Regions from separate parts of the Mus musculus genome. Here region 2 is linked to region 1. A link is a contact called in public HiChIP or PLAC-seq data. All regions are on one chromosome and are shown on one strand. The core of a region is the stretch at or near the end of the contact, and the rest is flanking DNA. Distances in the headings are between cores, read along the strand shown.

The links. HiChIP or PLAC-seq counts read pairs in DNA pulled down with a chosen protein or histone mark.
Region 2: a contact with region 1 is called in an H3K27ac HiChIP or PLAC-seq map of extraembryonic endoderm stem cells. The contact joins two enhancer-like sites. A contact is called at or near these places in 1 of 484 Hi-C or Micro-C datasets (embryonic stem cells) and 2 of 115 datasets of contacts at active chromatin or transcription factors (embryonic stem cells and extraembryonic endoderm stem cells).

What each region holds. Positions count from the first base shown.
Region 1 is chr1:4,467,773-4,474,771 of GRCm38.p6, reverse strand. No RefSeq gene overlaps it. Among named protein-coding and RNA genes, the nearest start is that of Sox17, 26 kb to the left of the region's middle. Within about 2 kb of position 3,196, at least 9 of the 459 cell types and tissues checked have an H3K27ac peak or open chromatin away from gene starts, as enhancers often do. A contact at or near this core is called in extraembryonic endoderm stem cells, where this site is marked.
Region 2 is chr1:4,737,047-4,744,462 of GRCm38.p6, reverse strand. No RefSeq gene overlaps it. Among named protein-coding and RNA genes, the nearest start is that of Mrpl15, 45 kb to the left of the region's middle. Within about 2 kb of position 4,947, at least 4 of the 459 cell types and tissues checked have an H3K27ac peak or open chromatin away from gene starts, as enhancers often do. A contact at or near this core is called in extraembryonic endoderm stem cells, where this site is marked.

The DNA.
Region 1 (6,999 bases), core at 1,947-4,446:
AGCAGAAACTGCTAGCACTACCCAACAAAACCCCTTGAATTGGTTTCTTCTTTGAAAGAAAAAGGTAGATAACACAGGACCAGGAGATAAGCAGGCTGGGGATATTCGATTACTCATTGTTCTGGGACTGCCTGCATGAGATACCACAGTCCAGCAATCAGCATTTGCACTCTCTGGAAACTGTTAGAAACTCTGTTTTGGATTCTGGTATAGACCAATGTGTTTCAAATAGGAAAAGGAATTCAGAGAGCTTGATGAAGTGTCCATCCTGACTGAGTAAATCACACTCTTCCAACAAGTTCCTAGACCAATAGCTAGAGGGGTGTAAGCCCTGAGATCTATGACTGACACTGACTTCTTAGGAACTGCTCTTGACCTAGGACAAGTCAAGTCTGGGAGCATACACTGAAGAGTCACTTCAGAAAAGCCTTTCAACTAGACAGTGTTGGGTGATTTCTTAGTTATTGGTCATGTCTTTCTGGCTCTATCTTTGGGCAGTTTGTTGTACTCTTTTGTGGTCATCTTTCTTTTCTCCAAAGTCAGCCCCTCTCTTTCTTTCACTCTTGCCATTGCCTACCCCAACCGCCAGGTCTCACTGCACAGCTTAGGACTGTAGTTACCATGCAGTCCAGGTTGATACCTCTAACATGTCTTTGAGTGCCAGGATTTTAGGCAGGCACTGCCTCCACACTGAGCCTTTCTGTAAAATCTTACTGAACTGGAAAGAGACTATGAAGTATTACGGTTAAGGGTGAACGCTCATTCCCCACCCCATGGAATGTTTGCTCTGACCTCACCATCAACTGCATCATTGTTTAACATCCTAAGAATCTCTTTCTTGTTTGCTTGTCTCTCTCACTAGATTAGAGGCAGGTCCTGCCTGTAACACAATTTAGTAGAATCAGATATAGACTTTCACTACCTTCTATGAGCAAGTGATTCTCAAATGAGGCTGCACAGTGGAATTAATGAAAGGTTTTTTTTAATGCTTCTGGAGGTTTGAAAAACTAAATAGGAATCTACAATTTTAAAAACTTCCTAAGTATATATTCATGTAAGAGTTTGATTACAATTACCCTACACGGGAGATGGTACTCATCCCAGAAGCTCTGTAGCAATTGTGGGATACCTTCCTTGAATTGTTGGCTAGGAGTATTATCCCCACAAATAAACAAACAAACAAAGAAAAGCTCCTGGTTGCAAACAAGAACTTGATAAAATCGTATTGCTGAAGACACCACACAGTTTGGTCACAGGACATATGGAAAGCAAGTTGGAACTCACCAGGAGGCTGGCTAACTCTCCCTGCTGGCTATCATAGTACCAAAGATGCTATGCAGAATGTTGTACTGCAGAGGAGCCCCCAACAGTCTTATCTAGCTATGAAACCTGGGAACTGCAATAATGACCAATGTCGCAAGATAAGGGTGTAGGCGTGATAGTGCTACAACTGTTATGGGGAGGTGTTGTGATTGAGCTTAAGGATTGCACCACAGGAGCAAATATATGTCTGGTGCTGTAAATATGGCCAAGAACCTATGCTTGGAGAGCTCACAGATCACAACAGTTAACCTACTACTGTTATTTTGTTAAAAGGACGTAGCATTAAGCTATCCTCTAAACTCATATGTTGTACCCATGGATGGATGTAGTTCTCAGACCTCATCAGAGATTTTTTTTTTTTTTTTGGTGGGAGAGGGAGGTGGTCTGGAGAGGGACAGTAGATAATGTAGACACTCACAACTGGTCAAAGAGCAGAGAATAAATGACTAAGGAGTGTTCTGCCACAAATGGGAAATTTATATCACAACCCTTTCCGAGGCTCAAGGATTATCTGCAAGAGAAGGAGCAAAGATTTAAGAGACAAAGGTCAGAGAAGACCAGAGCAAAACTTTGTGTATTACAGGACTACTGCACTAGTGAACACAACTAGTGGTTGTGTGCATAAGACGACCAGTCAACATTTCAGCAAGGTGTGAGAGGGATTCATATTATAGACACTTTATGGCTTCTCGGGGAAGGATAGTGAGTTTTCTTTAACAGCGGGCTACAGATAGGTCTACACTGATGTTCCAGTATCCCCATACCCAAGAGTATATGGGCAGTCAGAATTGTAGCTGATGATTTATTAAATAAAAGTAAATAAGTAAGAAAAAGGGTCTGGAGAGATTGCTCAATGGCTAAGAATACTTGTTCATGAAGAGGACCTGGGTTGACTTGGTTCCAGCACTCAAATGCTGTTCATAATTTCACTTCCAGGGGATCTGATGTTTTCTTCTGGCCACCATGGGCACAAGGCATGCACACATGTAGTGCACACACACACACAAGTACTATGAGAAGAAAATCTACTCAGAGTGTTTAAAGTGGGAAAAGGCAGTATTTCTTAGGATCAAGGGAAACATCACACATCACTGTGGACATCTGGGCCTGGATTCATTTTAGGTTAGAATAAAAGAGCTAGAATTCAGGAGAGTCTCCAGGCTAATCCAGAAGAGTCTCTTATCAACCAAGCTGTGGATGGCGGACTTGCAGATGAGTCCTAGTAGCAATGTGTTGTTTCAGGGGATTTCCTGCTAATTGTACCTGAAGACTAGGAACAAGGTTTTAGAAACATAAAATCTTCGCGCATAGTTAACTCACTAAGGATACCTTGAGACAAAGTTCCAGTTACTGACCTTAATATTCTATTTAGCATGTTAAAGACTCCCGCTCAGACTTTGCCCTGCCCCCATACCTAAAAACTTTATTTTACATAAGTACTCGGGCAACACCCAGTGTCCAAAGGCTCACTATCTGACCTGTGGTTTACTGAAAGACCTGAAGATGGCTAGCTTTCTCAGAATTTTCCTGAGGTTTGAGAAGGAGCTGAACAAGGAAGCATGCATGCTGAAGTCTCCTCGAGGCCTAGCAAGATGTACCCTCTACTCCGAGAGAGACAGTGCCACCCTGCCAAAGATCTGAGGGACCCACACTGAGCACACACACAGACTCCAATCCCCTGAGTCGCAAGACTTGGAATGATGGAAGCAGCAGGGTCTCTTGGCTCAGAAGACTACCTCTTCCTAAGTGGGACCCAGGTTCAGAGGCCATCACTCTAGGAGTGGGAAAAGAGAAGGCACCTTCCTCTCTTGCTGCAGCGTGGGGGCGGCTATGGAACTGTGGATCTAAGGCTGATGAACTCCAGAGCTCTGCCAGGGGTGGGGGCCTAAGATGCAGGTATTTATAGCCAGGCCTACACGCCCTCTGTTACTCACAAGGGTTGGCCCAGCTTGAAAGCATGAACAATCTCTTCCGGGCACTCCCTGTGTCCACTTCCTTCGGATCACAGGGCCCCCTCCTCTGGCTGACCCGTGGGGTCAGCGTCCTTTCTAGCTGATCCACTCCTATTTCTCCCTGAGACTGGAAGCTGTGTTTTGGCAACTGGGGCTCCAGGAAGGAGAAGTGTTTCATTTGTGTTCCCCCCACCTCCCACTCCCATCAGGGTCCTAGAATATTACAGTTTTGAAAACAGAAAGATTAGTGTGACTACGAGCTGTGGGAGGAAACCTTCTGGGAAAGGTTTGGAAATGTCATCTATGAAAACAGGCAAAGGAACACTGAAAATAGAGAGACTCTTTGGATGCCTCAGGGAGAGCTACCACGTGCCTCCCTTGGGAAAATTAGGCAAGTAGCATCTTTGGGCTGGTCATGGGCTCTGGAGGCACATGGTTCTGGGTTCACATTGTAGAGCGGTTACTTGGCTGGCTGGCTTGGGTCAAGCTCTCAGCTACTTAGAACATCTGTCTTTAGAAAGCAGACAGTAACTGTAGGCAGAGCTGCTGTATGGATGAACATGGTTTTCTTAGTGTTTGGGCAGTGGTATTAGGAGGTCTGTGTATCTGTGTTCCTTGGACTTGATATTTCCATAGGTCAGAGCTGCTGGACTGGGAAGGCACGGCAGGGTGTGGCACCGTCTCACTCAGCAGGCTCTGTCCCCAACTAAGCAACAGGAACTGATTTACTGAATAAGTAATAGAAGTGAAAGGTTATTATTTTACTCCAAGTAGGCTTTAGCTACACTTTCTTAAACCTCCCAGGCTAGAGATCTTGGGGAGATTTTATTACTTTCTAGTTATGTTTACATGTTAAGAACACAACTATTTTGAAAACGAAGAATTTCAAGAATCAGCTTAGAGAGAAGTCTCAATCCTATTTTAAGTTTTATCCCTTCTGTTTACTCCTTTGAGGCTTATGTGGGGATTCTGTTTCCTATTTACTGAGGATGGACAGACATGGTTCCCTGATAGCAGATATCACCCCCCCCCCACCATGGTTGTGGGTAAGGTGTTGAGTGTTGGAGGGGCCCAGGAAGGAAGAAGAAGCACATGTTACTTTCTCTTACCAGCCTTCTTTGTTCTATTAGTTCTGCCTGGTGCTGCTATGCAGAGCTCACTTACTGACTAAATATGACATGGCTGATGAGCCATAAGGCTAGTTCTACTTTGTTGCAGTGGGAAATGTTGTTGGTGTCCCATATCTGGACTGGGTGTAGCCCACAGCCTCTGTGCTGAAGTACCATCACCTAGAAGGCTGGGTTTTCTTCTCCTGGCCCAGCAGCCAGATGGCCAACATCTGGCCACTTTGCATAGTGTCCTGGTGACCCCAGGGAAGCCAATGCCCTGGAGCCAATGAAACTCTACCTGATGTCTCAGACTTCACCATGCTGCACACTCTTGAATTCTTTGTTGCTTTTACTTTCTTAAGAATTTTTCATTATAGTTATTGTACTGGCTAGTTTTGTGTCAACTTGACACAGCTGGAGTTACCACAGAGAAAGGAGCTTCAGTTGAGGAAATGCCTCCATGAGATACAACTGTAAGGCATTTTCTCAATTAGTGATCAAGGGGGAAGGGCCTCTTGTGGGTGGGACCATCTCTGGGCTGGCTGTCTTGGATTCTATAAGAGAGCAGGCTGAGCAAGCCAGAGAGGCAAGCTAGTAAGGAACATCCCTCCATGGCCTCTGCATCAGCTCCTGCTTTCTGACCTGCTTGAGTTCCAGTCTTGGCTTCACTTGGTGATGAACAGCAGTATGGAAGTGTAAGCTGAATAAACCCTTTCCTCCGTGACAGCTTCTTGGTCATGATGTTTGTGCAGGAATAGAAACCCTGTCTAAGACAGTTATATTTTTATATTTTGCCTGCATGCCTATATGTGCATCATATGTATGCAGAGCTCTTAGAAGCTGGAAGAAGGTATGAGGTACGCTGGAGGAGGAGCTGCAGAGACAGGCAGTTGTGAACTACCTGAGGACTCAGCTATACCACTCCTGGGTCGATGCTCAGCAATATTTAATAACCCATTTTACAGGTTCATCCCATCCTTTACAGTATGTGCCGTGGGAGCATGTGAAGGCTGACAGCATGGATCTTTCAGCAGCATTTCAAATTTACACATTTTCACAAGGTTTATTTAGGTTTCTGTTTCAGTTTGCTTTATTTTTGATGTGGCTTTGATAAAAAAGGGTGCTTGTGTGTGTGTGTGTGTGCGCGCGCGTGCATGTGTGTAAGGCCAGCTCCACAGTTGGCTTTCCCTGATACTTGGTGAAGGTTGGTGTCTGGCATTCACTATGGTCTCCGTGATATCCCAGTGATGATGAAGATGGCCTTATTCTTTCTGGGCAACTGTTAAAGTCTTAACTGTCTGCGAGACTTCTTCTGACACTAGCCCCATCATAACTTCCAAGGAGTCAGGATGACAACCTTCCCATGCTGACTCCACTGGCACTGAGTGAAGCCTAGTCATGCTGGAGAGGACAGCTATATCTTCTCACTTGGCCATTTTGACCCTATGGAAGGGTTACAGTCTTCACATGGAAGAGCTTGAATTCCTTCTTTGTGAAGTTGGGGTTAGGCCAGGTTTGTATTCTGTTATGGTTGACTGTTTGAAGTTGTCTTAGTCAGGGTTTCTATTCCTGCACCAACATCATGACCAAGAAGCAAGTTGGGGAGGAAAGGGTTTATTCAGCTTATGTTTTCCACATTGCTGTTCATCACTGAACGAAGTCAGGACTGGAACTCAAGCAGGTCAGGAAGCAGGAGCTGATGCAGAGGCTATAGAGGGATGTTCTTTACTGGCTTGCTTCCCCTGGCTTGCTCAGCCTGCTCTCTTATAGAACCGAGACTGCCAGCCCAGAGATAGTCCCACCCATAAGGGGCCTTTCCCCCTTGATCACTAAATGAGGAAATGCCTTACAGCTGGATCTGATGGAGGCATTTCCTCAACTGAAGCTCCTTTCTCTGTGATAACTCCAGCTGTGTCAAATTGACACAAAACTAGCCAGTACAGAAGTCGTCTGCCTTGCTAGACTACCCCTATCATTGTCCATGGGTGAGAAAAATCAGACATCGTTTGCCATTCTAATTTTGCTCTGTGCATCTTGACATTTCTATGTTGCTGGAGTCCCTGTTCTAACATCTGAGGAAGGAAATAAAAAGAGGACCTAGAGAACTTAAGCCACATTGTTTCCTGGGTCTGTCTTCTCACTATCTTAGAATTTGGTGCTTGCTAGGTTGTGGTAGTGGTGGTCATTATGATGATGATGATTTTTGTCTTTCACATGAAAAGAGGGCCAGAGAAGTAGCCAAAGTCTCCTAGGGCCTCACAGTAGAGAAGCGGCTTGAATCAGTACTAGGAGTTAAACTTCAGATTCCACAGTCTAATTTTATGTAAGAAAAGTTTTAAAAATTAAAGACTTTGTTTTATTTACTTTTTGGACAATTTAACACATGTATCTAATGTGTTTCACTCTCTCTTACACTCCCAACACATCCCTCCTATTTTCATATCTTATAAAATATGAGTTGTGTTTTACATTCTACAAAAATACAACTTTTAACAGCATCCCAAGAGATTAAAAATCAATCAATCAAACAAACAAACAAACAAGCAAACAACCCAGGTTAACTGAGCGAAAGAACCCTACCTTCTAAACCTCAAGACATTGGAAAGGGATATTGG
Region 2 (7,416 bases), core at 3,698-6,197, 270 kb before region 1:
TGGTATTGTTCTCTGCATGTGGACCTGTAGCCATCCAATGTCCATGAGATGATAAGTCCAAGGACCAAGTCAGCATAACAAATGGTACAGGATGATGACAGAGAGAACAGGGACGCATGATGACATCATGCTGCTCCAGAACTGCCCAACTTCTAGACTTCTTAATGAGAAAATAAATTAACTTATTTAAATACATAAATTTAAATAAATTTATTTAAATAAATTAATTTGTTGTCATTTAAATCAAATTGAATGTTGACATTTTCTGATATTTTAACTAACAGTATCCTAAATGATACGCAGTGTAAGTAATCAATAGTTGCATGTTATTTATGTGTGTCTTATATCCCCTTTTAAATTCTACCTTCTTGGAAAGATCTTGGAGACCTTTCATTCTTGTTCAGTCTTCCAACACTTGCTTCAGTATCACACACATAGGACATTTTTGTTGTTGTTTTATTTTTTGAGACAGGGTTTTTTCTGTATCTCCCTGGATCTTCTGGAACTTACTCTGTAAACCAGACTGGCCTCAAACTCATGGAGATTTGCGCGCCTCTGCCTCCCAAGTGCTGGAATAATGCTTCTACCTCAGGATGATAACATGAAGGACTGGTGGGGTAGAAAGGCATGGAGATGATGGTGCTTGGCTGGATTATGCCTTCTATTCTGTGTACTCCTCCTGAGGACACTGATTTAGCAGTTAGTACTATCCTTGCCACTTTCTTCAGTTTTTTATACATTTATGTTCAAGGTTGCCAAGTTCTTATCATATCATCTTGGCTTTTGAGTTTACTCAGAGTAAGCAGATTCTAGGTGAAGGAAGCTTACATTTTCTCTCAAATGAAATTGTCCAGAGACAGAAAAGGACTATGTCATTGCTTTTAACAGGAGAGAATTACTTTTCAGGAGGGAATTTAGACTAAGGTTATATAGGGTGGCCTGTTAGCAGGTAAGGACAGATTAATGCAAGGCTGTAGAGATTGGCCAATTTTTTAGCCCCATAGACACATCTCCTGGCTTACAGGGCCATTCCACTCAAAATTGCTAGAGAGTTCTAGCCCTTCTGTGTTGTCTTCCTGGTACCTGTGAGCTAGGCAGTGGCAGTGTGAAGTGATAGGAACCTAGACTTTTGTTCCACTTTTTGCAATAATTTGAATGGTCTAAAACAGACTCTCACTCTTCTAGCACACAGTGCTGTGAAGTTCTGTGTCCTCTCCAGACCTAAGTAGGCTCACTTCTGCCTCCCCATGACCTATATTCAGGTTTTCCTTCAGGCCACTATAAAGTTGTGGAACCTGTTGTGGATAGGAAAATTCAGGTAAGAGGACTATAGTTTTCTATCAAGTGTGAGATAGCAAACTTCTGTTGTCTCACAGGTCTTCACAGCTGGAAGTGCACAGGGAGCTCTTGTGTCAATGGTTCCCAGGTGGCTGTCTCCTCTGCACAGGATAGGCAGATATCTTCAGGAGAGCTTTCATTGGCACACCCTGACTGATTCCATCTCCACATCCAGCAGTCTTTGTCTTTTCTCTCTTTCATGATCCTCTGCTCAGTCTTTCCACTCCAGGGTACCTACCAGTCTGGTGGCTTAGCATAATGCCCCGTGGCCTGCTGGGAAAACCAAGATGGGTAGTGATGGAAGCAGAGTGCCATCCTTGGCTCGTGCATGGAGAGGACACAACACTTTACAGCCCAAAGTGCTGTGAGACCTGGGATGTTACCCACTAAGCCATCTCACTGAGCCTCTGAAAGATTTTTTAATGTTAATTTTGGACATAGTAATAATAGAGTGGAATCATTTGTTTTCATTTTCAATGTGTCTCATTGTTGTTTTCCTTGTAAAAGCTCGAGTCTTAGATATGAAAAGAAGCTTGGAGTTCTGGTGTTGATCCTTTCAGAGGAAGGGACTCCTCAGGCTAGAAACACGCAGTTGGTGACCAAGAAAAGATAGGATTGAACCACCCCTGCTCCGGGGCTCTGACGGTTCTGAGTAAGGCTCACTGTGCTTTTCAGGCCTATCTTCAAACATATGTTGGCTCCTCTATCTGTGAAATTTGGTAATTTCTGTGTCCCTTTTTACTGAGCCTCATGAATTCAAATTACCTATCTAAAAGTTGCCAAATAACATTCTACCATAAAAATAAACTGTTATAAAAACATTATATTAACTATCGCTGAGTCACATCTTGAGCCTTTTTCCAAGATCAAGCACATTAGAGCAAATATTTATAGAAAATGTATTATGTGACAGATATTTTATAGTGTGTGATATATTCATTTAGTTATTTTATAACATTATGTTAATGGTCAAATGATTAATAACTAGTATTGAAATATATACCATATGCAGACAGTGTGCAGCTGAGGGGTTATAGCCTCAACTCTAAATTTATATTTTGAATTTCTTGTCCTTACTATTGACCTTATTTGGAAATATCATCATCATGTAAAGTGAATTATAATTCAATATGATTGGTGTCCTTAGAACAGAGGGCAGTTATATATAGAGAAAGATATACATGACAAGAAGATGCTGTGAAACTAGGAGAAGTTAGGCATGTCCAAGCCAAGGAGAGAGCCCTGAAAACTCTCTTTCCCTTATAGGCACTGGAGACTTTGATCTTGAAATTCTAGCTTCAAGAACTGTGAGAGAATACACATGGTCATCTAGTCTTGGCAATGGCAGTCTCAGCAAATACACTGCTATGCATTTTAATCCTCACAGTAGAATTTACATGTTAAGATTTGGAAAAAGAAAAAAGCTAGAGTGGAACAATTACCTCAACCCAAAATGTGGAACATTCAACAACAAAAAACAACTGATTCAGAAAAACACTGCTGTGAGTTTTAATGCAGAAAAAGCAAGTCAGAGGGACTGGGTGGAGCACACAGGTGACCTAGAGATGGTGGCCAACCACATCACACATTGCAGATTTTATTATCACCATGTTATAATGAAGCCAACTCTGAACAGACTATGAGCGACTATGAACTCTAACAACTAGAAAGCTCAGCTATAAATTAAAATTGAGATGATGTTAAGGAACCATTAATTTTTGGGGGTGTGATAGTATCATAGTGGTCACATTAATATACTACTTTGACAGCAAGGTCAAATGGCACGTTGTCTGGGATCTAGTTGCTTTGGGTCTGTGGCAGGTAGAACATCATATTGGGGAATATGTAGTCTAGCACAGCTGTTTATTTCATGGCAGCTAGGAATCAGAAGTGGGTGGTGACAGTTCACATTCTTGTGACTTTTCAAGGATACAAACCCAGTGGCTTCTCAAAGGTTTCACTTCTTCCAGTTACACCACAGGCTGGGAGGAGACCCCATGATGTACAGGGCCCACCCGGCCGCAGATGCCTTATTCATTCATGTCAGTCATTATGCAATGCCTCTATACAAATTAATACATGTACAACTTGAATATATACCATGTTTGCTAATTAAGTACTTAAAAGTAAGAATCAGGATAACATCCAAAAAGTTTGGCAATGCCACGATAAAAGGGAAAACCTCTATAGCATTCTGTTATTACTATTTTATAGAAGCAATCTGGATCTTAGAAGGTGTTGTAAGTTCCCTGAAAGAGTTGAGCTGTGACCAGCCTGTCTGGCTTCAGAGTGTAGTTTTCCATTAGCATGCTAATATACTAACTTTAAATGGCAAAGTGATAATGTCCTATATCCCTTCTAAAGCCACCCTCTGAGACACACAGCAGCTCTTGAAAGTGGAAGCAGAAGTATAGAGAGGCATGGGCACCCTCTGGAAGGCTAGAACCAAGACTCAAATTCAGGTATATTGGCTTGAAGCTAAAAACCAAAGAAACCCAACAGGTTTCATGGCCAATAGGCATCACATTTAAGAAGAAGGAAGTAGGGATCAACTTCTACATAGGGGTAGTTGTCTCCTCTCAACTCATTTACTCAATGGGCTCCAGATATTCACGGCATAAAGTAGATGGCATGGCCCTGTGTTCTGGGTAGGGGCACCTTATGGTCCAGGGGAAACAAGTATTGGATAAAGAAGTTGGTTAAGTGTAAAAATGCCATAGCAATACTACATGTCCATCTATGTCAGCAGCAGCAACATCACTGTAGAAGGGCAATGGAACTAAGCAGATTTCAGGAGAGTCTGTTTTGGGGGCACTGTTGAGATGGCTCGGCTGTAAAAGAACTTGAAGTTGAGGACCTAGAGAGAACCCAACTTCAGTTCCCAGTTCCTACCGCAGGAAACTCTCAACCTCCGCTCCTTCCCACTCCACGTATTCAAGACCCTCTTCTGGTTTCTGTGGATACTCATGTATATGTCACACAACACACACACACACACACACACACACACACACACACACAGACACACACACACACACACAGAGACAGACAAACACGCACATGAACATGCACACAAATCTATTATATTTTTATTTAGTTTTTTGGCCATGTTGTCAGACATACTCTTATTAGAGTCTAAGACCTTCAGATGAAGGGGGACAGAGGATCCATTGAAACTGTTCCTGGGAGATGCTTGGATTTTCTGAACTTGTTCTTAACATTTGGGTTGTAGATGGAACTCTTTTAGCCCAAACTTCTCAGAAGTAGTCTGCATTGTCCATTAGGGCTGTCCATCTAGCACAATTTAACAGTGATAAATCTCGAAGCCTCTAAGGGTCCTCACAAAGGTGGGTGTGGTGTGCTGATAGCAAGCATGATTAAGTGCTTTCCTGTGTCAAATATAGCTGTAATATGCTACAAGCAGGCATTTGAGCTTTATACAAACTGATCTGGCCACTATCAGCTACTGTGACATTTTATACTAATACTTAAAATAAATCTAGAAACAGGAAAGAAAGTACAGAATGATTGTTTTAAGCAGCTTGTGAGAGCTTATCTTCAAAGTGACAGAGGTTCCATTGTATTTAGAGAAACTGCTCACTTCACTGGCATAAAGGTTAGTGGCCTGGACTTCATGGCTACACTGAGCCAGTTTCCCACATGAGCTCTGAGAGCTGCAGGCAGCTGAGCACTCACTGCTGCCCTGGGGCTCTTTACTCTTGCTTGTGAGAGGACTGTTCCTTGTACCCAGAGGCACCAAACACACTGCCAGAAGCAATTTGGACATTCTCCTTAAACCAAATAAAGCCATCAAGATCTTTTGGTTGAGGACAGGCCATAGGATTGGGATTCCTCCTTTAAGCATGTTGGTCTTTACTTTGTGTGTGCTGTCTTTGCATGTATGCGCTTTGTAGCTCAAAGGGAAAAAAAGATGGATCCTGCTACTTTGAATTTCCTCTTTGCCATAAGAATCCACAGGAAAAGTGTCCCTTGAAATAGAAAGCTGAGGTGTTGATTTTTTGCTTATTTATATTTTTGAGGTAAAGTCTCTTAGGTCACCCATGCTGACTTTGAATTACTTGGCCCAAGGAAGATTACTCCAGCCAAGTAGCTAGAACTAATGATATATGCCGTCTTGCCAAACATCTAACACTTTTATTCATTTTATTATCTGCTTATTTGTTAGTGCTTATGCAGCTTAGGGTGGCCTCAAACTCTCAATTCTCCTATATCACCATGCAGGAGAATTTTTTAAAAGAGACCATAAGGTTTTAAAAGAGATCATAGAATATGCTAGTCCTTTAAATACTTTTTACCTCTGGCAATATTCCAGAGTCACTCTGAGGAACTTTTAAAAAGCACTGTTACCCAGAATCCACTACTTATGTCTAGTGTAACTGTCTGTGATAAGCTAGGTGTGAAGATTTGGACACTGGTAGTGTTTGACACTCTGTTGAATCGAATCTTCCTGGCAACAGTGAAGAGACCATCATTTTTCCTTGTGGTTCACCAACAGGTGGTGTTGAGAGTTGGAAAGCAGGGCTGTGGTGCTTCCTGAAGGTGTGGGAGAAGAGGCAACCTGCACTGGGCTCTCAAGTATTTCCTCATGTCATACATTAGGATTTATTGGTACTCCACTAAAATAAACCTAAGAGCAGATTTAATGCCCAGTGCATCTTTATGTTTGCAATTATGGGTTGGATTTTTTTCTAGTCTTATTTTGTAATTCAAAGAAGTTTTCACCTACAAATATAATAATATGTTTTAAAATTTTTATCTCTGGAAACTCCTCTGGCCTCCGTGGACACCAGGTACACACAAGGTGCACAGAGATACATGCAGGCAAAATGCTCACAAACATAAAAACAAGGCTAGACGCTGATGCTTATGTTCATTCTGTAGAGATAAAACAGGGGTTAAAAATAATGTGGCAAAGACAGCTCAGAGTAGAACAGACGTAATCAGCCCAGTGTCTGAAGAACTTTTTCTGATGGCATTTTTAAAAATGACTAAATTAGTTACTTTTTCAACTCTAATGGTCTCATTTTGTTAGAATAGGTTTTCAAAACCCTTTTCTGTCCAGGATCTAATCTACCCAATACAAGATTATAGAAAGCATATGCCCAGAATTTTGTGAGATAATTCTAACTATCCTGTTTTTTTATAGTCAAAGAGAAAGTAAGTAGCAGTCAGAAATGTCAATATTTTGGTGTCTGAATGATATTTCTCAGATTTTCAACATGGTATAAAATCATCATTAACTGTGGTTCAGTATTTGGTTGGACAAGATTATGAGCCTGCAGGCACTCCCATCACAGATGTAGATGTTCTTCAGGGCTCTATGCTGTAGGAAACAGAAACCGCTCTTTCTCTTCTGTCCCCTCACATCTGGGAGGAATGGCTCCTGGAAGCTGGGTGACAGTGTCCCGTACCGCCCCCAAGGCTGCTGGTCTCATCTGTGTCCTAGCTAGCAAGTCTTGCAAAGTCACAGGAAAAGCCTATGAGGACGGTTTCTCTCCCATCTATCTGAACCCCTCTTCTAACTCAGTCCAATTCCAACATTCTCTCAATGTTTGTATCATATGTGTTGTACAAAAAAATTCTTTCCAAAATTCATTACCCATTTTACTTTCCTAGATTCTACACACATTAACTCAAATATAAATGTATACATATGTTAGAAACTATGATCAACATATGTAGGAGAAGATATGTAGTTTATCTTTTGGAACCTGAGTTAATTCACTTAATATAATATTTTCCAATTCCATGTTTTTTTATTAAAATTTTATTTCATTTTTAAGCAGCTGAACAAATTCCATTGCATGTATGTATTGCCGTTTTGTTATCTATTTTTCCATTGGTTCAGTTTTCTTGGCATTGTCAATAGAGCCACAGTAAACATAAATGTATAAATAAGACTGGAGTAGAATTACAGAGTCCCTTGGGTTGTGCTCAGGAGTGATATAGATGAGTCATATAGTAATTCTGTTTTTAGGTTTTTGAGGAATCTCTACACTACCATAGTGGCTGCACCTGTTCACTCTTCTATCAACAATAAAGGAGGGTTCCTCTTTC